Linked DNA regions of Mus musculus: regions 2, 3, 4, 5, 6 and 7 are each linked to region 1. A link is a contact called in public ChIA-PET, HiChIP or PLAC-seq, Micro-C and promoter capture Hi-C data. All regions are on one chromosome and are shown on one strand. The core of a region is the stretch at or near the end of the contact, and the rest is flanking DNA. Distances in the headings are between cores, read along the strand shown.

Region 1 (3,975 bases), core at 981-3,480:
ACCTGTTCCCCCCCCAGATCTGCTCCCCAAGTATAGCCCAGAGGTATTAACGCCTGGAGACCCCTTCAGGGTATCCGCAAGCTCAGAACCAAGGCCTCTATCTTCTTCACCCTCACTCTCTCATCCGTAGTTCTCAAGAGCCTGACATCTTACTGGGCATGATGGCGCAGTGCTCTTGATCCCAGCACAGAGGCAAGTTGATCTCTGTAAGTTTGAACTGGTCTACATAGTAGTGAGTTCCAGAACAGCCAGAGCTACATAAAGATCTCCTGCCTCTGTGTGTGTGTGTGTGTGTGTGTGTGTGTGTGTGTGTGTATCGCTACTATCTCAATGCTAGATGGCTAATGGGTTCCTGTCTTTAAATTATGAATATGGTAAATATTGAGCTGTGGCTCATACAGTGCATATGTGTGCTTATTCCACAGCATTTTTCAGAATACAAAAGGGCCCCCAAACCAAGCTATAAGTGACCTACTGCCACATGCCTCCCTCCTGGGAACCTACTGTATCTCTCCATAGTTCCCATTTCCCTAGCCTATTTCTTTGACACAGAGAAACCCTGCTCAGTATGACAGATACAATCTAACCATTTGCAGAATGCCCACACCTGGGGCCACGGCATTCAACTTTGATGCTTTTTGTTTTGTTTTTCAAGAGCAGGTTTCTGTGTGTCACAACCCTGGCTCCATTTGTAAGCCTGGCTGGTCTCAAACTCAGAGATCCGCTGCCTCTGCCTCCCAGCGCTGGGATTAAAGACCCACACCACCTCGCCCAGCTTCACTTGATGGTTTGATGTCTACCGCAGTTTGTACTTCTACTGGAGCTAGGTGGCCTCCCTTAACAGTTTTTAATCCCTGAAAAACAAAGTGCTGAATGCCTCCTATGACCCAGGAACTGTTCGAAGCAGTAGCTGAATACAATTAACTCTAATTGCAACTTAAACAAAATACCTATCCAATTTGCCGGAAGCTCTGAAGGCAGGAGATACAAATGGGGTTAGTTTATTGAGTCTTGATCAATAAAATTCAGCGTAGTGTATCAAATGAAGAAAATACTTTATGTAGTGGGACAGAGGCACACATCTTTAATCCCAGCAGATGGCTATGAGTTTAAGGGCAACCTGGTCTACACAGGGGATTCCCGGCCAGCCCTAAGACTACATAGCGAGACTTTCTCAAGAGGGAAAGATTGGTTTGGTTTTGTTGGGTTTTGTTTTTTGAAACCCTGTCACCCTATAGCCCAGGCAAATCCCCCAGTCTCATTGCCACATCTGCCTTTGTAGACTCCTTAGCTGTATTCCATTCTTCCATGGCTCAACCTGACCATTCCTAGAGGAGAACACACTAACAGTGCCTCTTGCAACAACACACCTAGCAGGCAGGCTCCCTCGGACCTGCTAACCCGTTCCTCTCCCCGTTTCTTTATTCTTTTCCTTCTCTCTCCCCACGTTCCTGGACCCATGTCCCCGTTCCATTAAGTTGCTTCCCCTCGCCTTCCTCCGTTCTGTTTCCAGCTGCTACTCTTGTATCCGGCTCCCAGAAACAGCTGGCCCGGGACTCTCATGCCTTTTACTTGGGGAACCCAAAACGTGGGAAGCAAGCTCTGTGGAAGCTACCTTTAGCTCTCCGCCCTCGATACCCCAGTGCAAAAGTGGGCGAGGACACCCAGGAGGGCCAGCATGACACCGAGCGGGACCTAGGTCCTTTCCCATTCGGCTTCATGACAGCTGCACCTCGAGGTCACCTCTCAGACCCGCTCGGACCCTCGGGGGACCCTGCCGCAGCGTTCCACCAAGCCTGACCCTTGCTTCCCCCTCAGCGACCGGCCCTGCGCATCCCCAGCGCCGCTTCCCGCACTCCCGGCCCGCCTCACCCGTCCCCCGGCACCTCCCGCAGCTTCAGCCCCAGGGCCTGCAGTTGGTTGGCGAAGCTCACAAACTCTTCTTCGCAGCCGCTGCCGCCAGGATCGGGCCGGTTCCGCCGCTCCTTGGCCAGCGCCCGGCGCGCCGCCCGCTCGTCCCGCTTACGCTCCGCCTCGGCTCTGCGGCCGCCGCTGCCCGGCCGGCTCTTCGCCGCTTGCTTTCGGGACATGGCTGCGGCGGCACACGGCTTCGCCGCGGAAGGAGCCGAAGCCGGAGCCGGAGCCGCAGAGCCCGGGGCCGCAGCCTCAGCCGGCCACCGGGCGGAGCGGCGCAGGGGGACGACGCCTGGCGACAGCGGCGCGGCCACTGCGCCGGCGCGGTCGCCTGGCAGCCAGGTCACGTGGTGGTAGCTCCGCCCCCGGGGCGGGGCCAGCAGGCACCATAGAGAAAGATAGGAAGACTAGAGAAGCACCTGTTTTGTTGGTTATTTTCTGCCCCCTCGTGGTGGGTAGTGCTCAGTGAGGCGCAGTGGGACCAGACAGGTCAAGGATGACTGAGGATGTCAGAAGAGAGGCAAGAGCAAAAAAATGCGGAAAAGAAGGAAAGGGTGACCGGGCCTGGTGGCGCACGCCTTTAATCCCAGCACTTGGGAGGCAGAGGCAGGCGAATTTCTGAGTTCGAGGCCAGCCTGGTCTACAGAGTGAGTTCCAGGACAAGGAAAGGATGATAAGGGAATATGTTTGTCTAGAATGCGCTAATCCGCAATCAATTACAAACGCCTGCGTGCGTGCACAGACCCTTTAAAAACTCAGCCTACAGTAGCTAGGGAAATAGCTCAGTCCATATAAGTGCTTGCTCCATATGCCAGGTTCGACCTGAGTTCGGATCTCCATCACCCACTTTAAGAAGGGTAGGCCTGTCAGAGAGCCCCTGTGATCCCATCCCTAAGGAGGAAGAGACAGCCCACTGCACTCACTGCCAGGCAGTTTAGCCAATCAGTGAGCTACAAGTTGGCTTACACTTCAAGATCAGCATCCATCCTTGGAGGCCATCAGGACAGGAACTCAAGCAGGTCTAAAACCCCCGAGGCAGGAGCTGATGCAGAGGCCATGGAGGGCGCTGCTTACTGGCTTGCTTCCCCTGACTTGCTCAGTGTTATGTTTTATAAAACGGCAGTATAATGTGGCGGCAGGAGAACCTCAGCAGGCCCATTCCTCTGAGGACTCACCACCATACGACAGGCCTAGAACAAAAGGAAGTTTATCGAGGGAAGGGAAGGGAACCTGGAAAAGGAGTAGAGGCAGAGAAAGGAGGGGGACAGAGAAGGACAGAAAGAGAAGAGAGAAACAGAGGTAGGGTCCAGTCAGGGATATGAGAGAGAGAGATTATGGTTAACAGTGGTCTTCAAACCTGGCAGGGAGAAACGCAAGCTGTTGCTAGGTAACTGTTGGGCAGAGCCTAAAGGAATTGACAACACGCAGCCTGCTTTCTTATAGAACCCAGGACTACACGCTTAGGGATGGCACCACCCATAATGGGCTGGGCCCTCCCCCATTGATCACTAATTAAGAAAAGCTCTACAGCCAGATCTCATGGAGACACTTCCTCAACTGAGGAAGCCAAATAGGCCATTTCCTCCCCAACTTCCTTTTCGGTGATGATGTTCCCTCACAGCAATAAAACCCTAACTAAGACATCCTGTGACAAGAAATGAGATAGACCATGAACTCATTGTGCCTATGGTTACCCACACAAAATATCAAGTCAAGACGGTGATGGAGATTCCTGGGAGTGAGGGACGGAGTAAGTAAGAGTGTATAAAATCAAATGCATTTTTTTACATGGTTGAAGTTGTCAAAGGTGAGGTGTGGGGCTGGAGAGGTGGCTCAGTGGCTAAGAGCCCTTGTGATTCTTACAGAGGGTCTGGATTCAGTTCCCAGGTGCTAAGGTGCTTCATGACCATCTGTAATCCAGTTCCAGGGGAGCTGGGAGCTGGTCCTCTCTTCTGATCTCCACAAGCTCTGCATACACATGGTACACCCACACACACACACACACACATACACACATATACACACATACACACATACATACACATATACACACATACATAC
Region 2 (3,975 bases), core at 546-3,045, 480 kb before region 1:
GAAGGGAGGAAGGCCTTGGGCAATTATTAATTTTGCTGGAATTATATTTTACATTTATTTATTTGTTGTGCACATGTTGGCAATATACACGCCATAGCCTGTGAGCGGAGATCAGAGGACCGTGTTTGACAGTCGGTTCTCCTTCCATCCCGTGGGTCCCAGGGACTGAACTCAGGTTGGACAGCAAGCGCAGAGCTTTACCGGCTAGCTGTCTTAGCACCCTTATGCTGGAATTCTTCTCTGGCAAGAGCCTTTGACCAAATTGCTGAGAAACGTGCTTCTTTTTCCTGTCCCAACGTTTTTCCTGCCTCAACAAACGTTTCAAATTTTATTCAACCAACTGACTATTGGAATTAGATCATTTTTATTCTTTTGTTATTTAAAAAGCACTCCAATGAATATCATTAGGTCTATTTTGAGGAATTTAAAGGATAACCTATAGGACACTGCAAGGAGAACCCAGGCTTTGCAGGCAGATGTGCTGGCTAAGACTTGCGGCGACTCTGATGTCTGAGAGGAGTTGGACGAGTTCTCCAAAGGTCACCTGGGTTGAAGCCCATTATCATTTTTAGTTAAAGGTCTGAGTGTATTTATATTCTCCCCACCACTTGTTTTTTTGAGACAAGGCTTCTCTGTGTAGTCCCAACTGTACTAGAACTCGTTCTGTAGACCAGGCTGGCCTTGAACTCAGAGGTCTGCCTTCCTCTGCTTCCTGAGTGCTGGACTGTGTGTATTTCTTAACCGAAGCCTCAGTTTCCTCTCCTGAAACTCTACTGTGGCAGTGGTTGAATGCATCAAATGCTGGTCTGGAGTGACTGGGACGGAGCTAAGTGGAAGAACACTTGAAACCCTGGGTTTGGTCCCTAGATAGTGGAGTGAAACACAGGCCAGGCCTAAGAAATACGAACTACAGTACAAGGCATATAATAGTCACTCAATAAAAATATTTGCTGTTATTATTAAATAAGCAGTATGCTGTTTTGGGGGTGGCGTGGCAGTAGATTAAGAGCTATTTTCGCGATTCAACTGGTGTAGAATCAATTCAACTGGTGTAGTGGTTGAGGGCTTTGAAGCTGGACTAATTTTTCTCCAGCTCTCCTTTGCAGTATGGCTCCGACCATGTTCTCCATCCCCTCTGGCCCCAGTTTCTTTTTTCTTCTTCTTTCTTCTCTTCTTCTTCTTCCTCTTCCTCCTTCTTCTTCTTTTTTGGTTTTTCGAGACAGGGTTTCTCTGTATTGTCCTGGAACTTACTTTGTAGACCAGGCTGGCCTCGAACTCAGAAATCCGCCTGCCTCTGCCTCCCAAGTGCTGGGATTAAAGGTGTGCGTCACCACGCCGGGCTAGTTTCTTCATCTTTAAAAGCCAGGTTTCAAGGTTCTCCGATAGCTTAAAGCCTAACACTTCTTGGTGCTGAACACGCGTTTTACTCAGCTCCCCATCTGACGGCGGCGACATCAAATAATCCAGCAAGGGCTGGAGAAACAGACCAGTGAGTAAAGGTGCTTTGCCACCATGGCTAAGAACTTGAGTTCCATCCCAAGGACCCATAAAGTAGGAGAAACCGGGACGCTCAGATCGAGTCCTGCCCTCTATAGGTGCACCAAGGCACGCTCTCATAGGATAAATTAGATGTCATTTAACAATAACGGAGCAAGAACGTCTAGAAACCCGGAGGGAGAGCTCCCACGTGACCACAGCCAGCCCCACCGGTTTCCCAGGAGGCCGCAGTAACGTCGCAACCACCTAGGCAACGTCTTTGCTCCACCCCCGTCCTCCACTTCCGGTTTTTACGTCATCGACGGGCGACGGGTTCCGGGAAGGGCTGCGCGGCTGCGTAGGGGTCGCAGGTGATTTCGAGGCGGCTGGTGCGGCTTGGGGTCGCCATGGAGAGCGGTTCGCGACCGTCGCTCGGCCAGGTCATCCTGCTGGGCACCAGTTCGATGGTCACCGCCGTACTGTACTCCATATACCGGCAGAAGGCCCAGGTCGCGCAGGAACTCAAGGTCAGTGCGGGGGGTGGGGTGGGCAGCCCGGTCTCACTGGCAGCTCGCGCCGGGGCGCACCGGGGAGCCACAGGGCCCCAGACGACGCGCAGCCAGAGGGGATCCCGGGCACCTGCTGCAGCGAGGCTGCCCCCCCCCAGTGACCCTCAGTGTCACTGGACGTTATTGCAGTGCTGTAAAACTGTTTCTCGAAAACCTGCTGGGCACCAGGTAGTGAGAAAAACAGGCCATTGTCCTGGTGCACAGTGCATTCTAGGTCAACCACACGCCTACACGTAATTGGATCGTGTGATAGGGCGAGAATCGGGTTGGAGTAGGGCAGAGAAAAGCGGAAAGATAGGGAAACGGAGAGTTCCGTTCCTTTTGCTATAGTAAAATATCTGACAGAAAGCAGCTTAGGAGAGGGAGAAGGGTTATTTCGTTTGTAGTTTCAGGTTACCATTCATCATCGCGGGGAAGTCCAGGCCAGGAACTTGAGTCAGCTGCAAATCACGTCTGAGTCGAGAGAAACAACTATTAAACAGTCCAGAGCCCAGACCTAGAGAATGGTGTCAGTCACAACACAACAGCGAGTTTCCCCCCTTCAGTTAGAGCTATCAGGACAGTGTCTAAACAGCTATGCCTACACAGGCTGACTCAATATAGACAGTTCCTTGTTGAGACACTCTTTCCAAGTGATTCTAGATTATGGCCATTGACAGGGGGGCGTCGCCATTTTAAACAAGGTGATACTTGGGTCGGAGATGGAGGATGTGAAGATATGTAAGGCAGGGGTGATTCCAACGTGAAGAACAGCAAACTTAGAGGCTCATTTGGAGAACAGAGAACTTAAAGGCTCATCTATTTAACCGCTCCGCTCCAGGTTTCTACAGTCATTTCTTTGTATATTATAGTTACTTTAAAACTACATTCTCATTTGAGGGTTGCACTTAACAGCTCAGACGGCACATTTCCGTCTCTGTTTTATTTTTGTCTCCAGTCCCAGGTGATCTTTTGGCCTCTATTGGGTACCAGGCATGTATGTGATACACAGACATGCATGCAGGCAAAACCACCCATATAATAAAAAGTAATAAGGTAAAGATGTGAAAGGCCCTTGCTTTTGTGTTAGGACCCAGAGATAAAGCTGGGGTGGAGCGGAGCCCCCAGGGGTCTTCGCCCTCACTGGCTTGTCGCTGTTAATTTAGCTTTTGTAGTTGGCTTGTTGAGGACTGGTGGCTGAGGCTGGCTCTTATGGGTACCGTGGCACAGCTCTGCCTGGAACTCCAGCAACACGACACTTTTTGTCCTCCTTTCTTAGTTGACCGCCTTGCTCTGTGGCACCTGTCAAGCTGACGAACCTTGAAAGGGCGGGGGGATCATCTTCATCTCTCGGTTCTTACCTCAGCGTGTGACGAGCAGTAGCTGCCCAGCGCATGGTGGTGGTGTTATGCTGGCTGGAATTTCACAGTCCATCAGCCAAAGACTTGTTCTGGCAGTTGTATGGAAGATGGACTTTGGAGCCCAAGTCTTATCACCAGGTTGGTTTCAGTAAGGGCTCAGAAACAAAACCGTGGAGTTCTGCAGTGAAAAGGATTGGATCAGAAGTTCCCAGTGTAACGAGGCAGAGGCAGGTGGGTCTCTGAGTTCAAGGGACACCAACCAACCAACCAAACAAACAAACAACCCAGAAAACCAAGCACAAAAAGACAAACAAAAAACCCAGAACAAACAACAACAAAACAAGTGAAGGACACCTGCAGATGAACGATACGTCCTAGGCCAGCCTGTGGTACTTGAGACTTAGTCCCTAAAAGGATGAAATAACCCTTCCTGGAAAAAGCTGTGGGAGCCCTAGTGTCCGCTTGCACCTGTTGGTCAGGTCACAGCTTACAGAGCTGAGTTTGTACTTACTCCCGTGTTTTTCCTGGTGACACGAATGTTTGATTATTGCATGGCTTCTGTCGTAGGGTTTTACTGCTGGGAACAGACA
Region 3 (3,975 bases), core at 1,074-3,573, 470 kb after region 1:
TCTTATAGTGCCTGCTGTGTTTCTACAGTACAGTTAGTCTGCAAGACTGTTTTTTCACTTACCGGCCAGAAAAAGTGGCTAATGGTCGGGAAGTGACCTACCTTTTCTAGAACTCCCGGTATTTCACCTTTAACCTTTACCATATCACCAAAGCTGCTCAGAGCAGCTGACTGAAATAGCCAAGGCCTGAGTGAAGTCTTAACTTGTCTCCTAAGTCTTTATTTTCCTTTATTATTATTATTATTATTTATATATTGTCTGTCTCTATAGCTCTGACTTTCCTGGAACTCCCTGTATAGACCAAGCTGGCCTTGCATTCACAAAGCTCTGCCTGCCTCTGCCTTCTGAGCCTTGAGATTAAAAAAGTGTGGGCCACCATGCCTGGCTTCATATTATTTTTACTATTTGTGTATATTGTGTTTTGCCTGTGTGTATGTGTATCATATGCATGTCTGGTGTCAAAAAAATCCAGGGCTAGGACATCAGACCCCTGGAACTGGAGTATAGTTAGAGCGGTCATGTGGGTGCTGGGAACTGAAACTGTGCCCTCTGGGAGAGCCCCTTTTCTAATTCCCTTAACATTTGTTCTTATTTATGTACATGTGTGTGCCCCAGGCTGGGTGTGGGGAAAGGCCCAGAGGGTGTTAGATTCCTTGGGGCTAGAGTTACTGTAGCTGGGAGTCTAGCTGCTAGGAACTGAACCTGGGGTCTCTGGAAGAGCAGCCTGTGTTCTTAACTGTTCAACCATCTCTCCAGCCCTGCAATTAATTCTAAATTTTCAGGTCACCCCCCCTGCCTCTCGGAATTAAAAGTCCTTCATTTTTAGTTCATAAAATATTACTATTCTGGAAAGTACTATCTTACCTTTTAGATTGGAATAGTGTTGAAACTTGTGCTTCATCTAACACTGCTTTTCAGTGTTATCTAAATTTATGTATGTTATTTTTTTGAGGCAGAGTCTTGTTGTATATTCCTGACAGGCTTTAATTTGCTACGTAGACCAGACTGGTCTTGAGTTTGTGGTAATTCTCTGCCTCCCCAGTGATGGCATACCAAACACTTTAAATAGATTTATGTGCGCGCATATATATATATATATATATATATATATACACACACACCATACATGTGTGTATATGTGTGGAGGGTGTGTGCACCTGGGAATGGAGGTTTCTATAGAGTCCAGAAGAAGACAGCAGATCTCCTGGAACTGGAGTTACAACCATAACAGCTAGACCTGGGTGGTGAGAATGGAACTGTCAAGTTATCTCTTGAGCTCCTCAGTCTAAATTTACAACATAGATGTTATCCCAAGAACCTCCACTACTAAATTATGTATTTGAAAAGGAAGATGTTTATTCCGAGTGCCTTGACACCCCAAAGCCAGAAATATGAGACTTGTTATTACTGCTGATGGCCAGACGTGGTGATGATCTTGGCACTTTGAGAGGCTGAGGCAAGAGGATTGTGTTAGTGTTCCATGTCAGCCTGAGCTACAGTGGAAACGCCCGAATAAAATAAGACCATCCTCCCCCTTCCCGACAGAACTATAAACAGGTGTGGACACCCACACCTGTAATTCCACTGGAGGTGAAGATAGAAGGATTGCTGAAATCAACAGTCAACCCAAATAGGGGCCCCTGAAAGACTGCTGCGATGGCTACTAATGCTTACCCTCTGGGGTCTGAGGGAGGAAGGTTCGCAGACAATTTGGCCTATAGGGACCAAATTTCAAAAAAGCTTAACGTTCTCTCTAGATTATTATCGAAGGAATTCTAAATATATAAAGAAGTGGCTGCGAAATAGGAATTCATGAAGAAAATCATTACTAAGCGAAGGTGTGCGCAGAAAGTTTGCCAAGTGGTAAGCGCTAGAATGGCTGGCTGCTCATGCGGTACACTGGGCAGAGGAAGTGACTAACACTGAGCAGGTTGTGGCCTCCTCTCCCCCCTGTCTGTCCTAGGATGGCGCCGTTCAGACATCTCTTCCGAATCCAAGTCACAAACTTACATTTCCAGGAGGTTGGGGAACCATATTGCCGCTTATTGCGGGGCCCGCGCACGCGCGGTAGTTACTGCTTCCCGCGAGCATGCGCAGGGTTGCTCGCCGCCATGGCGCACGCGCAGAGGGCATTGCTCCTAGCCCTCCTCTGGCATTTTCAATCGTGCGCAGGCGCACTACCCTGGGTTAAGCCCGCAGAAGTCAGAGGCCGTCCAGGTCTTTGCGTTTTTGTTGGGCGACCCGCGGCGCGCTGTCTGACGCGCACGATTGCGTCACTTCCGCCCCCTCCCGGGAGGCGGCGCTGGGCCGGTGGCAAGCCCCCGGAGGGAGCCGCAGTAGTACGACGAAAGATGGCGACGAGCGGCGGCGAAGAGGCGGCGGCAGCAGCTCCAGCGCCCGGAGCCCCGGCGACCGGGCAGGACACGACCCCGGGCTGGGAGGTGGCGGTGCGGCCCCTCCTGTCCGCGTCCTACTCCGCCTTCGAGATGAAGGAGTTGCCGCAGCTGGTGGCCTCAGTCATCGAGAGGTACCGGGCGGCGGCGCCGGCGGGCGGGGTGGGGGGGGAGGGGAGGACGGGCCGGTTCGTGAGTCCACTCTGTCAGGGAATCCACCCCACGCATGCCTTCGGGACTCCCGGGCGCTGGGAACGAGAGCGCCTCTGGTTTCCACCCAGCTCTGGCGTGAACCATCCCTGACTTGATTTACCCTCCGGAGCAAAACTTTTATGGTTGCTCTGGCTGGAGGGCGTGGCCGGACGCATTTGAGAACTGGCTATTGAGATGCACGGTGCTGCTGGGCCAGTGTCACCCGGCCCGCTGCCCCCGGCCCCCCCCCTCCCCATCCACCTCAGTCGCGTTAAGGTCAGGGCGTGGATGAGTTTGCATTTCTCCCTGTCACCAGAACCGGAGGTTTACTTTGGAGAGCTACCACATAGTTTAATAACGGTCTTTCTTTGGTGCTATGATAACTGGGGGCACGTGCTGTTTCTGTGACTGAAGCCACTAGTTACCACTGAATACTTCGGTTTTACTTTGCACTGTAATTGCGTATATCCGAGATCGGAGTCCTTCTCTTTCTCAATAAAATGCTTTACAGACTCTTATTTACGGGACTGTTCCTTGGCTTGCTGTTAATGTGTTCATACCTTTGTATACAGATTGTTAGATTGCAAGAGTCGTATTTCTTCATGGGAATGTGGTGATCTCTGTGTCTACCTTTTCCTGACTACGGGGCTCAGAGCAAATGAGTTTAATAGAAGACTCATGCTTTTAAAGCCTGTTTTCTCACTTTCGTTTTCCTAGCCAAACCAAGTTTACTTGCCCCAGTAACTCTCTGAAATTGCTAAGCGGGTCATTTTACCTTGCTGGTCAGCAGGATATGTCTAAAGGTTATTTGGAAAGTTGTGTTATTTGGAAATTGCTGTGGTTTGGCATTATTATTTATCACAACAACTGTCACTGCCTGTGATGTTTTGGATGAATGATCTTTAACAATTTATAATAAAATAGTGTCTGGGTTTGATAATTTAAGTTCTAACAAATAGATTTTCTTGCTTAATTATGCCCAAGGTTGTTTTGAAGATGAAAACAAGTATCAGAAAGTCTCAAATTATCTAGCATCTTTTTATTTTACCTTCTTTTCCTCCTTTTTTTTAAAAAAAATCCACGTGTATGTGTGTCTGTGTATTCGGATGCCCCAGGAGGCAGGAACAAGGCTTCAGATCCCCTAGAGATGGAGTTAGGGGCAGCAGTGACCTGCCTGGCACTAGCACTGGGATCTGAACTTGGGTTGGAAGAACAGGAAGTGCTCTTAACCACTGGACCATCTCTCTGCCCTATTGTAATTCAATTGTGTGTGTGTGTGTGTGTGTGTGTGTGTGTGTGTGAGAGAGAGAGAGAGAGAGAGGGAGAGAGAGAGACGAGAGAGAGAGAAGAGAGAGAGAGAGCACGCTTGTGCTTGAGCGCACTCTGGAGA
Region 4 (3,975 bases), core at 538-3,037, 460 kb before region 1:
GTGAGTTAGGAGCCTAATGACAAGGATTAGCTTCCTAGCCCTGCCTCTCTCCTGCAGGCTGCTGACCTTGGACTGGTTACCCCTCGCTGGGGTTAGGCCAGCTCTGCTGAGCAGGTCTGGTCTCCTTGGGGAGAGCAGGTGCTCCAGGCTCAGGCGAGGATAATGAGCACTCCTCACGCACCTTGCCCCCTTGAAGTTACCATCTGGCAGACAGATGCGCCTGCCAGGCCTCCTGGGCTTCCCGGGTCTCCCTCCCAGGGTGCAGGAGCACGCTCCGGGTTTTGAGGCTGCAGTATCTCTCCAGAGCTTTATTAAGACTGTTGTTATAAGAGAGGTCCCGGAGGGCAAAGGGCTGCAGGCCCGGGGCGTCCCCAGCGAGTCAGAGGGCTCTAGGAGCCGGGCATCCCGGGCAAGCCCAGAGTAATGAGGCTCTCCCCTATCCCGCGGGAGGCGGGGCTGCCCCCTCCTCCCCTCCTTCTTGTCCCCGGGGTTGGTGCGGGGGGAGCCAGGGCCCCCGCACAGAGGGACAAGAAGTGAGAAAAAGGCCTTCCTGGCAGATCCAGTGGGCACGGGGATAGAGGAATGCCCGGCAGGGTCTAAGTGGGGCACAAGTGTGGTGGGGGAAGGGAGAGGAGTGCCCGCGGGTGGCCCAGTACGCTCCGATCCTTGACCTCTGTAACTGGCCTCCAGGGAGGTCAGCATCCGCGTCCTTCCCGGCCGGTGCGTCCTCGGTCCCCTCCCCTCCCACTGCTTCGGGTTCCCCTCGGGAGTCACAGCCAGCCGAGCCGGCGCGCACAGGCTCCGGGTCGGGTAAACACCGCGCGGGAGGGGCGCGGGCCGTGCGGGGCGGGGCGGGGCGGGGCGGGGCGCACCGGGGCCCCTCAGCGCAGGCGGGACGGAGGGAACGGGGGCGGGGGCAGGAAGCCAGCCGCGGTCCGGCGCGGCCCCGTGACGTCGCTTAGCTTCCAGGGATCTCTCCCCGAGGCCCACGGGTCCCCTCCTCCCTCCCTCCTCTGGCGCCTCGCTTTCAGCCTGGGCTGGCATTCTCCCTAGCAGCTCGCAGGCTGCTCCTTCGTCCCTGCCTCCCTCTGTCCCCCCTCTCTCCTCCTTCCTTCTCCGACCCTCTATTTTTCCCTCTTTCGCTTCTCCGCTCTGCCTCTCCGATCCAAATCTAGTCTCCCCCCTTTTCTTTTTCTCCCTCCTTCCTCACCCTCCCTCCTCCCGCCGCTCCCCTTGCCTTCTTCTGTCTTTCTGTTTTTCTCCCCGTCGCCCTCTCGGTTTCTTCCCTCCCTCCCTCCCTCCCTCCGGGTTTCCTCCCCCTGCCCTCCCTCCTTTTTGCTCCCCTCCCCCTCGGCCGCTCGCTGCTTCACAGTCCCCGAGTCGCCGCCGCTGCCGCCGCCCGCATCCGCGGCAGGACTGGCCCGCGCGCTCCCCGGGGTGCGCCCACCTCGGTCCCGCGCCCTCCGGGCTCGCAGGGACACCCTCCTCCCCGCGCGTCGCGGCCCCGCCCGGCTCGGCCCCCGCCCCGCGCCCGAGAGCGCCGAGGATGTGAGTCCTGCCCGCCGCTGCCGGAGCAGCAGCCACTCGCGCGCGGAGCCCGAGCGCAGCGCAGCTCAGCTGCGGGCGCTCGTTGGGTCGCTCGCGCGGGCTGCGCGCTCCTGCCCCAAGCGGTGTCCCTCCCCGGCCTCTCGCCGGCCCCAGCGCCGCGGCAGCCCCGAGGGCCGTCCCCGGCCGGCCATCCCCGGCCCCAGCGCCGCTGACCCTGTCCTCCGCGGGCGGGGACGCGGGCGGAGGAGGTGCCGCCTCGGAGCCCCCGGACGCGACCATGTCGGAGGTGCTGCCCTACGGCGACGAGAAGCTGAGCCCCTACGGCGACGGCGGCGACGTGGGCCAGATCTTCTCGTGCCGCCTGCAGGACACCAACAACTTCTTCGGGGCTGGGCAGAGCAAGCGGCCTCCCAAGCTGGGCCAGATCGGCCGGAGCAAGCGCGGTGAGTTCCCCGCCCCTTACCCCCTGCGGTGCTGGTGCTGCAGCCTGGCTGGGGCTCAGGGGTCCCCGCGGTAGTAGGAGGACCATCTGCGAGATCTAGGGATCCCTCCTGCGGCGGAAGCTGGATCAGGCCTCGGGCAAGAGTCCCCGCTTGTCCGGGCCACCAGCGGGGTCACCCGGGGGCGTGGTAGCCTCTACTTGCTGCCGAGGCCCAAAGGTTATACCCGCGTCCTCAACCGCACCAAAGTTTGCTTTTAGGTTTCACACCCCTCCCCCTTTTTGCGCAGTGGAGTCGCATCTGCACTCTCTCTGCTCGGCCACCCTGGGGTAAGGGGTCCTGGAGCTTCTTAGGGGTCTGCGTGGGGCGCTGCAGGGGAAGGACCTTAACTCCCGCGGGGAAGGGCGAGGAGCATTCAGGTCGCACTGGCTTTTCACTGTTACTTGGCAGAGGGGAGAAGGGTGGTCTAGCCTGAGATATTGGAGTTGGAGAAGCCCCAGGGAAACCGAGACTCAGGGTGCTGCCGGAAAAGACTGGGGTGGCGAGGTGAAGTGGGGAGATGGTCGGGAGACCGAGGTGGGCTGAGAGCTAAAGCGAGGGAGCTGTAAGGGAGCCTGGGACTCAAGTCTAGGGAGGACGCTGAAGTGCTGGAACAATGAGGGTGACAGACAAGGAGACCTACGGGTAGAGACCCAGAGTTCTGGACAGGTGATCTGATCATCCAGTACAGGGACCGGTGGAGGGACTGAGAGAGGCCAGTGGAGGCAGTGAGGCAGGCGGAAGAGGCAACTGAAGGTAAAGCCCCAGGCGGCAGCGAAGGGAGGTTCTGCCCTTTGCGGTGGCACAGAGAGCGGAGGGGCGGAGGCTACAGACCGGGGAACGGGGAAGGGAGAACGGGAGGGGGACACCCGTTCAGGCCAGGCCTAAACTTTGCAGCCGCTGATCGGCGTGGGAACCTACCCCAGCTTTCCTTCCTGCTCCGGGCATCTTTGAACCCGGCCTGGGCTACCGCCACCAGTGATCTGAAGACCTCAGTTTCCCTTTCTCTCCTTAAGAATCAGCCTAGGAGACTTCTTTGTAAAGGGTTGCATCGGGTTGCAGTCGAGCTGGGATGGCTCCCTCTGGCTTGCTCCTTCTTAGAATCCATCTAGGATGAGGGCTAGGCAGTGGGGCAGTTCAGAACCAGGCAGGGAAGGGAGCCTAGGGCAATGGGGCTGTTCACCCTGCTTGGAACAGCCAGCCTTCCTTCCTCGCCCTCCCCTGCACCTCCATAATGGGGATAGACAAAGTATCTGCGACCCCTGGCTAGCCCAAGCTCTCTCACATTTCTCTTCCCCTCCCCCCCCTTTTTTTTTTTTTTTTTTTGCAGTTGTTATTGAAGATGATAGGATTGATGACGTGCTGAAAACCATGACCGACAAGGCACCCCCTGGTGTCTAACTGCCCCAAAGACAATGTGTTGAGGGAAAGAATAAGAAGAGTGGCGGGCTGTGACAGTTACTGACAAAAAGCACGAGGAGGAGGAGGAGGGAGAAAGCACTTTGAAATTTATTAATAGCTTGCTACCTGCGATGAAATCGACAACTTGTGTCTCAAGTCAGGCCGGGAGACAGATGAGGTGGAGAGGAGGAGGAGGAGGAAGAGGAGGAGGTGGAGGTGGTGGAGGTGGTGGTGGTGGTGGTAGCAGCGGTAGCGGTGGCTCTGGGCTCCTCTACAAAAACAAAAGTTAAAAAAAAACACACAAAAAGTAAAAAAATAAAATAAAAAAAATAAAAATCACTATATACACACATATAAAAGAAAAAAGTCTCAGTTGCAGCTATTTGTCAAGATTAATACCTGTTTCTTTTTATATATGGTAAATATTGTGCAATTATAGCTCTGGAGTTTGAACCACTTCCCGAAAGCAGCACCGACCACGTGAAGGTGCTTGCCTTCTCTGCTGATTTGGCTGTTCCCAATGTTTACATAATTTCATCTGTGCACT
Region 5 (3,975 bases), core at 614-3,113, 440 kb after region 1:
CTTAGTTCCTTGGGCCGACTGTTGCATTTATTGCAGTATTACCATACTCAATATTCCTGCGGATAGAGCGCTGTCTGTGGGATTCCCAACCTGCTGGCCAAGGTGGGGCTATGGAATGACAGGGACCAACTCTTCCTTTTGTAAAAACCACAATCTTGCTACAAAGCTGTTTAGGCTGGCCTTAAACTCAAGATACAGTTCCTTACTTCTGTCTCCTAAGTGGAGGGATTCCAGGCATGTACCACGTCATCCTGTTGGGACCTTATCTTTCCTATTCTGTTATATACCTACACTTCATTTTTGTAATCTGAACCCAAGACTACAGCAACGCTGGGGAGAGGGCAGATGGGGGACACAACCTCTACTGAAAAGTGACCCAGGCTCTATCTGTCCTACTCCCAAGAGTTCCCGGCCTTTGCTTACATCTGTCCAGGGCTCCTTCCAGACCCTAACGACTCTATAAGAACTTACTAAAACATCAGCTATAATGCCCTGGGTGTCCCCAGGAGCCGATATGGCCCATTCATCTACCCTGCCTGCCACTCACAGTCCCTCTTTACAAGGCACACAGTCACACCCAGCCAGTCATTCCCGGACTCTCCACCGCTAGGATTCTGGTGCGACTTAGCATGCTGCAGGTGGTTGCTGGCCTTGCTGCCTTCATATTCTCTGTGCTATCAAGGGACCCTTTCAAAGCAAAGCCACACCAAAGGCTGGGTCTTTTCCTCTAAGCCCACTTTGTTCACTATGGCCACACTGGCTGTCCCACAATATGTTAATCACACCACAGACCCCTTTCATTTTGTGTTCCCTCTATTCCAAACGACCTTCTCTAACCGCTGAGAGTTTTCCTGACAACATTATGCAAAACACTATCACTCCCACCTGCTCCATACTCCACTTGGACTACCTGACACATTATACTGACTTGACAGGGGTATAGGAGACAGACAGACAGACACACACCCCTAACTAAGGTGGTGAGTCTGATGAAGCCGGACCCTTTTTGTTCAACTGTCTTGTCTTCTAACACCCACAAAAGCGCCAGCCCGCTAGCTTGATGTAGTGGCTCAGTATGGAATCCTAGTATTTGGGGCCAAGGCAGACAGTTGGAAGAGTTCAAGGCCCCAGCAATAAATAGACAAACAAAACATGCAGTAGTCGAAACTGTAAAACCCCTATTTTCTTGAGATAATGAGACCGTCCTAAGCAAATCTGAGCTACATCGTCAAGATCCTCTCTCAAACACACACGGTCGCTCGCACATGCCAGGGGATGTAGACCAGTGCTATGTGGGTAGTGTTTGCCTAACAAGAGCGTACTTGGTTTAGTGATGCTGCCTGTAATTCCAGCAATCGGGAGGTAGAAGCAGCAAGGTTAGTTGTGTAAGACTATCCTGGTTGGCAAGTTCGAGGAGAGCCTGGGCTATGCGACTGCTGTCGGCCCGGACCAGTTTCCAGCTCTCTCGCTATCTCGGCCGGCCGAGCCTCTCGGAGAGGCCCCGGCGTCTCACCCGCGTCCCCCTCGCCCCCTTGACGCAGGCCCCCCGAACCTACCTTTCTTGTCTCGCTTGGATTTGGGCATCGCGGCAAAGGCACGTGCGGCGGAAGACTGGGCGGCCGGTTAGGACCCGGCTGCCGCGGGGGCTTATGGGACGGCGCTCGGGGCTGCCCCTCGCGTGTGCCTGAACTGTGGCGAGCCCTCTCTTCCCCGCCTGCGCTCCGCCCAGTGTCCTGAAGGCCACTTCTCTGCCCAGGTCCCGGGTCCCTCCAGTCCCGGCGGCTTCCGAGTCCCGAGCACTCCACCAAGTCCCTCGCGAACCGGTTCCTCTCTATGGCTCTGCGGAGGGAGGGGCTTGAGGCCCGGTGCATGCCGGGCTGGCGGCAGGCGGTGCTTGGGCTTCAATCATGGCGGTCGCGGTGGCGTCTGGGTTCTGGATCTGGGCTGCTGTGCTGCTCGTCCCTGCGGCCGCGGTCTACGAAGACCAAGTGGGCAAGTTTGACTGGTGCGTACAGGTGACGCTTCTCCAGGACGTCGGTGTTTGCTTCCTCAGCATCTGTCTCCCTCCTGCTAATCTGAAGGAGATTTGCTATGGAGCCGAACCCAGACTATAACTTAACGGGGGTGCGGGAGGGTGCTTTCAGGGAGAAGTGAATGAATGAATGAATGCTGCACCCTGTGCAGAATGACAATGTGAGAGTCTCCTCTTCAGATATGAAGAGTCGTAAGATGTCAACCCAAGAGCTTTATGTTAAGCATGGAGGGAGCTCTTTAAGCCGCCCTGTGTGTGACGGTGCAGATTGCTCCGCAGTGAAGGCAGGCTTTAAGGGTTTTGGTCAGAGGTCACTAGTTCCCTCCTTTCCTGTCATGTCCGATTTTGTGGCTGTCAGGTTTGTGATCTTCTGGGTCCCAGGTCACTAGCCCCAGTGAACTTTAAGCCTGAAACTAGCTGGTGTCACTTAGTCCACTTGTCTCACAAGTTCTAAAGTGAGCCTTTTCCTCTGAGGGACTCTCTGGGTGCAGTGTGGCCTCTCCCTCTCCAAACTGACATTCGTTCGCTCACCCCTTCCTTCTGACTGTGCTTATTTCAGATTGAATAAGCATTTGGCTACTTATCAGTTGTATGCTTCTGGGGAAATTGACAGACAACTAACACACACACACACACACACACATACATATGTATTTTTTTTAAAGGTGTTCATTTTGGGTCCTGGTCCCAACAATCATTAGCCTATCTGGACTTTGGTGGCTCACAGCCATCTGTAATGGGATCTGATGCCCTTTTCTGGTGTGTCTGAAGACAGTGACAGTGTACTCACATACATAAAATAAATAAATAAATCTTAAAACAAAACCAAACCCCAAAGCCGGGCGTGGTGGCGCACGCCTTTAATCCCAGCACTCGGGAGGCAGAGGCAGGTGGATTTCTGAGTTCGAGGCCAGCTTGGTCTACAAAGTGAGTGCCAGGACAGCCAGGGCTACACACAGAGAAACCCTGTCTCGAAAAACCAAAAAAAAAAAATCAAACCCCAGAAGCTCCTTTAAAACAAACTAGGCTAAATAACACAGTGGTCTAAATGAGAGATGTCATCTAAATGCCAGGCTCAATCAGTGTGCCTCAGACAGCAGCATTTCCCCATTGCAACAGTGTGCAAGCCGTGCCCCTGGAAGTCTGTTGCCGCTAAAAATTAATTAGGCCGAGGACTCTGGGGTGTTGCCTGAGTAGGTAGGTGTTACATTTAGCTGGCAGACTGGTATTGTCTCCCATGTATATGGTGGCAGTTCTCTCCTGCCTTCTTTTGCTTCTGAGTACGTTGCACAGAACTCTTGCGTATGCTCGGAGCTCTTCATTAGCACGCACTTCTTGCGTGTGCTGAGGGAGATGTGCTGGTGTGAGGCAGCAGTTTGTCTTCGTGCCCTGACGTTCCCCTGCACTGGTCCTCAGGAGACAGCAGTATGTTGGGAAGATCAAGTTTGCCTCCTTGGAGTTTTCCCCTGGATCCAAGAAGTTGGTTGTGGCCACAGAGAAGAATGTGATTGCGGCGTTAAATTCTCGGACTGGAGAGATCTGTGAGTGAACTGCGGAGACCAGAGGCTTCTGGGAAGGAAGCTGACTGGGTGCATCTGAGCGACCCGTGGCTTGCCTTCTTTTTATGTTCTCTAGTCTTGTTGTCTTTCACTGGGTAAATTTGTCGCACTGCCTTTGTAATTCCTTCCCTCTGTCCTGAAGGCCTTTAAGATAGCACTGCAAGCCGGGCGTGGTGGCACACGCCTTTAATCCCAGCACTCGGGAGGCAGAGGCAGGTGGATTTCTGAGTTCGAGGCCAGTCTGGTCTACAGAGTGAGTTCCAGGACAGCCAGGGCTACACAGAGAAAGCCTGTCTCGAAAAAAACAAAAAACAAACAAACAAACAAAGATAGCACTGCAGAAGCTACATTCTATCCTGTTTTGCAGTGAAGCCTTAGCCGACT
Region 6 (3,975 bases), core at 933-3,432, 400 kb after region 1:
TCATCACACATGCATACACTGTCATTCCTCATAACATCTAATACCCAGGCTGGGTAGGGAAACACTGTTCCCATTTTACAGGTAGGGTTGAGTGGCTTCAGGCAAGCGAGTCAGCCTGGCTGACCCTGTCTATGAACTGGGGCTAATTAACATCCTTCTGAGCCAAACATAAAGCTATGAGCCTCCCATCTGACCCAGTGAGAGTGATGGCTTAAAGATGAGACCCCAGTATCTTGACCACTGTGGAGCCTCTCCACACCAGTGGAACCAGATGAACGGGGACCCTGGGTTCATGCAGCTCTCCCAGTCTCTGCAAAGACTCCTGATACCAAAGCTTGGGTCTAGGACCTCATAGATGCTAGTTAAATGGTCTAATGCTGAGTTGTATCCCCCACTAGTATGAAGGATTCTGACTCTCATGGTGCATGTCCTTAAAGGCTGGTCGGGGAGACAATCTCCTACAACGCCCATTTCCCCTCCAACTCCAAGGAAAGCCAGGCAGGTGCTCCCCACCAAAGCAGATGCAGGTTCCATTCTGATACTGGATCAAGTTCAAAATCACAGAGGCAAGGTCCTAAGGACCCCAAGAATGACCCTCCTAACCTCATCTCCTGCCCCAGGTCCTCAGAGTCCCAGGCACCTGCACAGCCTCTCTCTTCCTCTAGGGAATCCTTCTCTATCACAAATGCCTAGTAGAGATACCCTGACCCATTTCTAACTTGCCTATCCAAGGGACATTGCCGCCACCGCCTCCAGTCCCCTGGAACACAATCCTGGAGAAGAGGCAACACTGTCCCTGTTAACCAGTGTTCTTCAAGCAAGTCTCTCTCCCCTCTCCCCTGTCTGTATCCTTCCCAGTCTCGTGGGTCTGGATGCACCAGCTGTACAACAAAAGGCTCGGAAAATGTAAAGGAGAGGGAGAGGGAGAGGGAAGGAAGCATGATGAAGAGAAAAAAAAAAAAGGAGGAAAGAAACAGAACAAGAAAAAAGAGGGGAGGCGGGAGCGGGAAGCGTATGCAAGGAAACTTGTAAATTGAGCGGGCCCAGGGCTGAGATGTCGCTCTGGGCAAGTGTTGGAGTTTCAGCATTCTGATGTATACAATGAAGGAAATCCTAAAAGGCACTTACTTACCTCCTAAACTGCATGCAGACTACAATAAAACCCAGGCCAAACCTCCATATCCCACGCTAGTCAAGTGCTCTACCACTGAGCTACATACATTCCCCACTAGGGGATTGGCTTTCGCGGCTCATGTCCGTAAAGGCTGGCCAGGAGACAGTATCTCCTGCCACATCCAGCTCTTCCCCAATTCCAAGCAAAGCCAGGAAGGTGCTTCCCACCAAAGCCTATCTGGCACAGTCAACAGTAATATTCTGTTCTTGCTGTAGCCCCCTGGACCACATTGTAGCATGGAGTACACACGAAGTGAACCTGAAACTACACACTTCTTTCTTTCTTTTTTGGGCAGGTGGGAACGGGAGCAGTTTGAGACAGGGTTTCTCTGTGTAGCCCCTGGCTGCCTTGAAATTAGCTCTGTAGACCAGGGTAGCCTCGAACTCAGATATCCGCCTGCCTTTACCTCACATTTCTAACCAGCCCTCTGTGGAATCCTGCGGTGAGCTTGGCGAGGAATGGGACATTCTGGGTTCCCTACCTGCAGAGCTACGGAGAATGTGTCAGGGGAGCGCAATGGCTCCGGGATCCTACCCATTCCTGGCCTCCAAACCAAGGCTCTAACTCCTTCCGGTGACTCTGCGGGTTCGGAGGGATAATGATAGGGCAGCGGCTGGGGCAAGCGCCGCGAGGCCCCCACCCAGAGCAGGGAAAACAAGGCCGCCCAGTCCAGGGAAGCCGAGAGGCCGGAAGGCAAGGACCTGCAGGTAAGAAGTGGGGCCGTCCCGGATCCCTGGCCAGGTTGGGCAGAGACCCACGATCCCGCTCCCCAGGAGGGGACCAGCGCCGGGGACCGTGCAGAGCTGGAGGAGGGTGTAGAAAAGACTTAGCTGGGCGCGTCTGGAGTCCCGACCCCCCAGCCCGGGACAGCCGCCAGCCCCCTTCATCCTCACCAGTTCAAGATCCACAGCCGGTGTCAGCTTCAGGATCCGAGCCCGCCGGGATCAGCTGACCTCCGCGAAGTCCCGCCCCCCGCCGTGGGCGGAGCCTGAAGCTTCGAGTGCGCAGGCGCAGTCTCCATGCTGCGTGCAGCGTCCAGAGCCGTGGGCCGCGCTGCTGTTCGCTCCGCGCAGCGCTCCGGGACTTCGGTCGGGCGTCCTCTCGCCATGTCCCGGCCTCCGCCACCCCGCGCCGCCTCTGGCGCCCCTCTCCGGCCCGCTACGGTGCTGGGCACCATGGAGATGGGGCGTCGCATGGATGCGAGTGCTAGCGCCGCTTCGGTCCGCGCCTTCCTGGAGCGCGGCCACAGCGAGCTGGACACGGCCTTCATGTACTGCGACGGCCAGTCCGAGAACATCCTGGGCGGCCTGGGGCTCGGGCTGGGCAGCGGCGACTGCACAGGTAACCGCTGCACCCGGCCTCCCCCGCCCCCCGCACCGAGTAGAGCTGAGCCGGTGCCCGCAACCGGCGTGCACCAGCCAGGATCTGCATCCAGGAGCTTCGGAAGCTCCGGATCCACAGCTGGGTCTACCCCAAGCTCCCAAGGCAACTGGAGTCCTGAACTAGTGAACTGAACTTTGTCCCGCCTCTCCTTAGAAACTTCTAGTTGCAGCTACCGAGGCGGGTGCGAGGAAGCTTCCTACGCTAATGTTTAGCCTACTCTGGGCGCTTTGCTTCCTACCGCAATCCCTGCCTCCCGGCCAACCGTTGTCCATAGCCGCCCCCCCACCCCCGACACGCCCCCCATCCCCACCAGGCTTTTTGTTCGTGCCTACCCCTCTTGCCCTCACCACCTCTGCGCTCCTGGAGAATGCTTATCATTCCGGTCTTTTGTCCGGACTAGACTTTGTCCCGTGCAGTCGACAGCACCTGTGGATCTCAAGGAGACCTGTGGCAACAATGCCTAGGGCCCAGCTGGGGGCAGGGGCGGAAAGGTGGCGTCGGGAGAGGGCATTTCGGCCTTTGTGCCCATTCTCTGTGCCAGGTCTTACAATGGCAAACTCTGTAGCTCTGTAGGCTACCGTGGGAGAAGTGATTTCTCCACGGAGAGTTAAAGGTCCAACGAGGAAGACTGTAGCCGCGATTGCTGAGGAGTGCAGGAAAGAGTAGCTTGTCGGGAAGAGCAGTAGGCAGAGCCCATAGAGAACTGGGGATGGGCCCTACAGTGTAAGTAGGGTGCACCGGAGACTGCAATCCTAGCTATTGGAATATGGAGTTTGAGAGTTGCAAAGTACGTGTGTGATCAGTGACGCGTGTCCCGCGTTGGAAGGGGAGGGGAACCGCCCTTCATTTGCTTGAAGCTATTGGAGTCTCAGGAGGGTGCCTGATACGTAAAGAGGCCTCACTTTTACCTGTTCTGAGGTTCTTCCTCCCGGTTCCTGTACAGTGGGCTCCATAGACTCACATGGGGTAAAGCTCACTTAAGTGAGTGGATCTCTCAAGCCGAATGCTGTAGAGTTCACCTGGATGACATACATTACTGATAATGAACATTTCAGTTTTCTCCCCCAACCCCCCCTTCTTTAGCCCATTTCTGCTTCTGAAGACTCAATGGGCCAAAGTCCTCAGGCAAAAGGTTACAGAAAGAATGCCTTGGGGCTGGGGCGGGTGTTGTAGTAAGGAGATGCTGTGGTCTTCTAGCCTTTATCCTGTGGGATCAGAGGGCTCCCCTTGTTCTTGCCAGAATCCATCCATCCTTCCGCCGTCGTCCATCAGTCCAGGTAGTTGGTTCCATATCTGGGAAGAAACAGTGCAGAGCACTGAGGAGCAGCTACAGTACGCTTGCATTACAGGCTTCTGAGGGTCTGAAAGGGATTTGTGTTAAGATTGATGGCTTTCAAGGAACACATTCAGGCCCCCGT
Region 7 (3,975 bases), core at 858-3,357, 360 kb after region 1:
TTTTCTAGCTCTGAAGTCATGTATTCAAAGCCTCTAGCCTAAAATGAGTTTCCAAAAAAAGAAAAAAAAAAACAGCTTTGGTGAATCGAAGTGGTTTGGTAGTCCCAGGGCCCCAAGTGATGCCTTGCTGAAAGACTGGGCTCCACAGAGCCAGCTGCATTTCTGTAAGGAGTGTCCATGCAGAGGCAATGGCTGCAGTGTTGAGTGTAGATGCCCCATCAGATCCCCGAGCCCCTCCAGTCACGGCTGTTCCCAGAGAGGTCTTCATCATTTTCCTTCGAGTAAAAAAACAGAAGGCTGTAAAGAGAGACCATAAAGGACAGCCGCGGCCCAGATGTGCACGTGTGAGCATGGCTGGCATTAAAGTCACACATGCCTAAGTCGATCGGTATGCTTGCTCAGGGGATTGTTGCACCTGTGTGTACTGGAAGGAATTTCCACAGAATCCCTGCCCCTTGTCTGTGGGCAGACTGAGACATGTTCTATAACTGGTAAAAACAGCTGTTATCGCACAAACAAGGGTGACTGGGATCTGTATCTTATCTGAACTTAGCCATCCAAAGCCAAGGTTAACTTTTCTGCTTTGTGTGTAGCCAAGACTAGCTCCCAGGGCCATGGAGGTGAGACTTTGCTCCCATCAAACAGCACTTCATGTTTCTGCAGGAAGGCCTCCTGAGCAGTTCAGCGCATATAGGGGCCAAAAGGGAATAGTTGGATGCTGCTAATAGGCATCGAGGCAGGACTCTTGATCTGTCACCCTCTCCTGTCTCTAGACATACTGTCAACAGACACCCTTACACTGAGCTGGTATAACTAGTTAGAACAGCATCTATTGCCCAGCCCTGCAGTTATGGACGTCTGCAGTTCTCTGAGCATCACTCTGGCCCATGTGGGCAGCTCCTGGGTTCTCCTCTTGGCCAGAGATAGGCAAATCAGGAGTTTGTAGCCAGGGGTTACAAAGGAATGTTAGTCACAGATAGGAGGCAGCCAGCTTCAGCACCTGTCTGGGCCACTGGGGCTCTTCTCATTCCCGAGCTGAAGTTAAGTCGCTCTCGCCTGTGAGAAGCATCCTTCTCGCATCAGAAGGATGTGAAGGGTGATCCAAGAAGCCAACCACTCTTGGTAACTGAGGACTTGGCACTTAGAGACTGGGGAGGAACATGAAGAAGTCACTGTCTGGGAGCTAGAACCTCGATTCATGCTAGGATGTATCTGTTCTGTGGGTTTTTTCTCCCTAGCACAAACTGTCATCAAGCAGGAGAGCCTTGCCTATGTGACCTTGTCCCTGCCAGTCTACATGATAATCATAGTAAAAATGTCCCATCGGCCATCTGACAATCTTGTGCTTCTAGTTAGTGAGGTCTCAGAAGGCCCTGTCTGTGACAGAAGGGTGAAGTGGGCAAGGGGAAAGTTTCAGAATCCAAGAGTGGCTGCCACTGCCAGCTTGGCACAGATGAAGGGCATCCACCGGTTAGACCATTCTAACAGGTTTACTAGACCCTGATATACCTTTGCGCCAACCGCCTTAGTCATCGGATCTCTCAGAGGTCTCGAGACCTTCGTTTGTCTTGATCTGTCTTCATCTTGACAGAGGTGCCAGAGTCTAGCCCCTCCATGACCTCGTTTTCCCCTGCAGCGCCCTCGCCTGGGCCTCACTGTATCTGTCTAGAAGGCATTCATACTCTCTCGCCTTGCCTCTTCCTCTCATATATTCTGAGTCACAGAGATCTCTGTGGGAGGGTGGCCCAGGGCCTGTGAGTGACAGCAGAGTCTGAATCCATGCGTAAGAAGACAAGTTGCTGGCCACAGGTGTCCTTGGGGCGGCTACAGGCTCGGCGTGAGCCTTGCCGTGGACTGCTAAGCTGAGTACTGTTCTCCCACCATAGGAGGGGCCCTGGTGAGCTGTAGACAGGTGGATCATAGTGACAGGAGGGACACACTGCAGGATTGAAAGACTGGGAAACTGTAGGAGTCCATGGGAGCCATCTGGAGTTCTGTGGGAAGACAGGGTGAGGAGGTTGACCTTTCTGCTCTAGGTGGTTGTAAGGTGTTCAGCTGTGCCCAGTGTCTGAAACAAACCTTTGCCCTGGGAGCTATTGAGTGCCTGTGCCTAGAACTGTGTAACAGGAGCTTTTGAGAAAGATGGAAGAGGTTATGAGCCAGCTCTTATGACACTCAGGTTCCCACGTGAGGAAACCAATCAATATTCCCAGCTTTGGTTTTAGCCTTATTTTAGGGGTGTGTGTGTGTGTGTGTGTGTTTGCATGTGTGTCCTCATGAGAAGCCAAAGGAGCCCTGGGGTGTCTTCCCCTACTGCTCTCCCCCTTATTCCTATAAGGTAGAGTCTCTCACTGAGCCTGAAGCTGGCCTTTCACTGAGAGTAGCTGGCTAGTGAGTTCCCTGGGTTTGCCCGTCTCTGCTCCCCAACACTAAGTTGACAGGTAAGCACAATGCCTGGCTTTTCTTTTTTGTTGATTGTCGTTTGTTTTGGATTTTCTGTTTTGTTTTGATTTGATCTTGTGACAGGGCCTCACTCTGCAGCCTTGGCTAGACTGGAAATCACTCTGTAGACCAGACTAGCTTCGCCTGCCTTTGCCTCCCAAGTGCTGGGGTTACAGAGGTGTATACCTCTACATCTGGCCTCAGCTTTTTTCTCTTTTTAGCGTACTTTTTTAGTGTATTTATTTTACATGGGTGTACATATGGAGATCAGAAGACAGTCTGTGGGAGTTAGCTCTATCCTTCCGCCATGTGGGCCCGGGGATTGAACTAAAGTTGTCAGGCTTGGCAGCGGATGTCCTTACCTGCTAAGCCACGTCACTGACCAAGGCCATCTTTCTATGTGGGTGCTAGTGACTCAAAAGTAGATCCTCTTGTTTACACAGAAAGTTCTCTCGCCCGTAGAGCTGTCTCCAGCCATACCTTTACAGGCCCTTGCCCACGTTGCCCAGCTCTAGACCGTCCTGCCTCGGCCTTCTGAGGGTGGGCTTATAGGTGTGCGGCCATCCCTGGACGCCTTGACTTTATTTAACCAATCAGAAGAAGCTTCAGAAGAAGACCCCCACCTAGCATCTTTGAGACTTCATCTCTTCCTTAAGCCTCTGCCATATGGGTCTGTGGGCCTGGGTCAGCACCGTGGAGACTAGAGTCTCATGGCTTGAGCCCAGACCGGAGGCAGTTACCCGGGCAGATGCCCATGGCTGAAGGGAGGTCCCTGTGAACCCTAGAACCACAGTTAGTTTCTTGGAGGGCACTGGAAGGTCAGCTCCAGCAGGAATGTCCTGGCCTTGGCCTTGCTGTTTTGTTCTGTTTTTAAGGTTGTGGCCCGGGACTCAGTGCATGTGAAACCTTTGCATTCGGACCTGGCCACTGTTCCAGGAGGCAGGATTGTAGGCCAGCTTCCAAAGCCACTCAAGGCCCATCTCCTCGTTCCATCTGCAGCTCGGGCTGGCCAAGGCTGCCATTTGGGTGGATCACAGTTACAGCTCAGGTTCCCAAAGCAACTTTCCATCCACGGGCTCTGCACACCTCGGCATCAAACCCTCCACAAGGTCCTCGGGCCAGGACCCTTTTTACTTCTCTCCAGGAGGTCACTGTGAGTGTAGAATGTTTTCGCTTTTTGGTTCCGCAGTGCAGACTGTGGCGTGGACTCCGAATGTGACTGATGATATGCAGCTGGAAAGGGGTTTTCAGAGACTCGGAAGACAAATCATGATCCATTTTAAGGATCTTAAGGAGGGTAGAGAATATGTTCACATAGGTGCATAATCCTGACGGGCCTCACTGAAGTGGCTAGCCCCTCGGAGGGTTTTGCCTTGGGCCTCCTGCTTCATCCAGTGCAAAGGTACCCCCTTGTCTCCCAAGTCACCTAGTGGTTACCTTGTCATTCCCAAACAGAGGAACTATAGCTTCTCCCCTGAAACTCCCGTTTCTCAAGGCCTGCAAGACCACTCCACAGGTCTGTTCTCCTCTGTT

Evidence for each region. Promoter capture Hi-C pulls out the DNA fragments that hold promoters and counts their contacts. A called contact is a pair of places that touch in the nucleus more often than the background predicts. ChIA-PET counts read pairs in DNA pulled down with a chosen protein or histone mark. HiChIP or PLAC-seq counts read pairs in DNA pulled down with a chosen protein or histone mark.
Region 2: an H3K4me3 HiChIP or PLAC-seq map of forebrain shows a contact between it and region 1, with 5 times the contacts expected there. The contact joins the promoter of Mul1 here to the promoter of Otud3 in region 1. A contact is called at or near these places in 7 of 39 promoter capture datasets (cranial neural crest, embryonic stem cells, hematopoietic stem and progenitor cells and 4 more), 2 of 484 Hi-C or Micro-C datasets (the G1E-ER4 cell line and embryonic stem cells), 13 of 115 datasets of contacts at active chromatin or transcription factors (astrocytes, bone marrow-derived macrophages, craniofacial prominence and 7 more) and 2 of 9 other capture datasets (embryonic stem cells and liver).
Region 3: a contact with region 1 is called in an RNA polymerase II ChIA-PET map of memory CD8 T cells, with 34 read pairs. The contact joins the promoter of Ubr4 here to the promoter of Otud3 in region 1. A contact is called at or near these places in 3 of 39 promoter capture datasets (cranial neural crest, hippocampal neurons and pre-B cells) and 5 of 115 datasets of contacts at active chromatin or transcription factors (astrocytes, bone marrow-derived macrophages, embryonic forebrain and 2 more).
Region 4: a contact with region 1 is called in a promoter capture Hi-C map of embryonic stem cells, with 2.8 times the contacts expected there. The contact joins the promoter of Camk2n1 here to the promoter of Otud3 in region 1. A contact is called at or near these places in 2 of 39 promoter capture datasets (cranial neural crest and embryonic stem cells), 1 of 484 Hi-C or Micro-C datasets (embryonic stem cells), 15 of 115 datasets of contacts at active chromatin or transcription factors (astrocytes, embryonic basal ganglia, embryonic forebrain and 7 more) and 2 of 9 other capture datasets (adipose tissue and embryonic stem cells).
Region 5: a promoter capture Hi-C map of second pharyngeal arch cranial neural crest shows a contact between it and region 1. The contact joins the promoter of Mrto4 here to the promoter of Otud3 in region 1. A contact is called at or near these places in 8 of 39 promoter capture datasets (cranial neural crest, frontonasal cranial neural crest, hippocampal neurons and 5 more), 5 of 484 Hi-C or Micro-C datasets (cerebellum, cerebral cortex, double positive thymocytes and 1 more), 7 of 115 datasets of contacts at active chromatin or transcription factors (the 230-238 cell line, astrocytes, cardiomyocytes and 4 more) and 2 of 9 other capture datasets (adipose tissue and pancreatic islet).
Region 6: a Micro-C map of embryonic stem cells shows a contact between it and region 1, with 2.1 times the contacts expected there. The contact joins the promoter of Akr7a5 here to the promoter of Otud3 in region 1. A contact is called at or near these places in 6 of 39 promoter capture datasets (the 3T3-L1 cell line, cranial neural crest, embryonic stem cells and 3 more), 1 of 484 Hi-C or Micro-C datasets (embryonic stem cells), 15 of 115 datasets of contacts at active chromatin or transcription factors (the 230-238 cell line, astrocytes, craniofacial prominence and 11 more) and 4 of 9 other capture datasets (adipose tissue, liver, macrophages and 1 more).
Region 7: a promoter capture Hi-C map of liver shows a contact between it and region 1, with 3 times the contacts expected there. The contact joins the enhancer-like site here to the promoter of Otud3 in region 1. A contact is called at or near these places in 3 of 39 promoter capture datasets (cranial neural crest, liver and neural stem cells), 13 of 484 Hi-C or Micro-C datasets (the C2C12 cell line, the G1E-ER4 cell line, bone marrow-derived macrophages and 9 more), 9 of 115 datasets of contacts at active chromatin or transcription factors (bone marrow-derived macrophages, embryonic basal ganglia, embryonic forebrain and 6 more) and 3 of 9 other capture datasets (adipose tissue, embryonic stem cells and pancreatic islet).

What each region holds. Positions count from the first base shown.
Region 1 is chr4:138,911,738-138,915,712 of GRCm38.p6, forward strand. Otud3 (OTU domain containing 3) reads right to left here and starts at 2,231. Exons shown (of 8, transcript NM_028453.2): 1 at 1,873-2,231. The coding sequence starts at 2,090.
Region 2 is chr4:138,432,877-138,436,851 of GRCm38.p6, forward strand. Mul1 (mitochondrial ubiquitin ligase activator of NFKB 1) reads left to right here and starts at 1,796. Exons shown (of 4, transcript NM_026689.3): 1 at 1,796-2,003. The coding sequence starts at 1,884.
Region 3 is chr4:139,378,336-139,382,310 of GRCm38.p6, forward strand. Ubr4 (ubiquitin protein ligase E3 component n-recognin 4) reads left to right here and starts at 2,324. Exons shown (of 106, transcript NM_001160319.1): 1 at 2,324-2,527. The coding sequence starts at 2,352. It overlaps Emc1 (ER membrane protein complex subunit 1), which reads left to right. Exons shown (of 24, transcript NM_146157.4): 24 at 1-400.
Region 4 is chr4:138,453,361-138,457,335 of GRCm38.p6, forward strand. Camk2n1 (calcium/calmodulin-dependent protein kinase II inhibitor 1) reads left to right here and starts at 1,788. Exons shown (of 2, transcript NM_025451.2): 1 at 1,788-1,991; 2 at 3,358-3,975. The coding sequence starts at 1,826. The coding sequence ends at 3,428.
Region 5 is chr4:139,350,713-139,354,687 of GRCm38.p6, forward strand. It overlaps Mrto4 (mRNA turnover 4, ribosome maturation factor), which reads right to left and starts at 1,864. Exons shown (of 8, transcript NM_001290810.1): 1 at 1,557-1,864. The coding sequence starts at 1,584. Emc1 (ER membrane protein complex subunit 1) reads left to right here and starts at 1,875. Exons shown (of 24, transcript NM_146157.4): 1 at 1,875-2,005; 2 at 3,449-3,573. The coding sequence starts at 1,908.
Region 6 is chr4:139,308,562-139,312,536 of GRCm38.p6, forward strand. It overlaps Akr7a5 (aldo-keto reductase family 7, member A5 (aflatoxin aldehyde reductase)), which reads left to right and starts at 2,183. Exons shown (of 7, transcript NM_025337.3): 1 at 2,183-2,515. The coding sequence starts at 2,194. It overlaps Slc66a1 (solute carrier family 66 member 1), which reads right to left and starts at 2,147. Exons shown (of 9, transcript NM_145384.3): 1 at 2,068-2,147.
Region 7 is chr4:139,271,359-139,275,333 of GRCm38.p6, forward strand. All of the region lies in intron 4 of Capzb (capping protein (actin filament) muscle Z-line, beta), which reads left to right. Among named protein-coding and RNA genes, the nearest start is that of Slc66a1, 37 kb to the right of the region's middle. Within about 2 kb of position 2,108, at least 10 of the 459 cell types and tissues checked have an H3K27ac peak or open chromatin away from gene starts, as enhancers often do. A contact at or near this core is called in cerebellar granule neurons and liver, where this site is marked.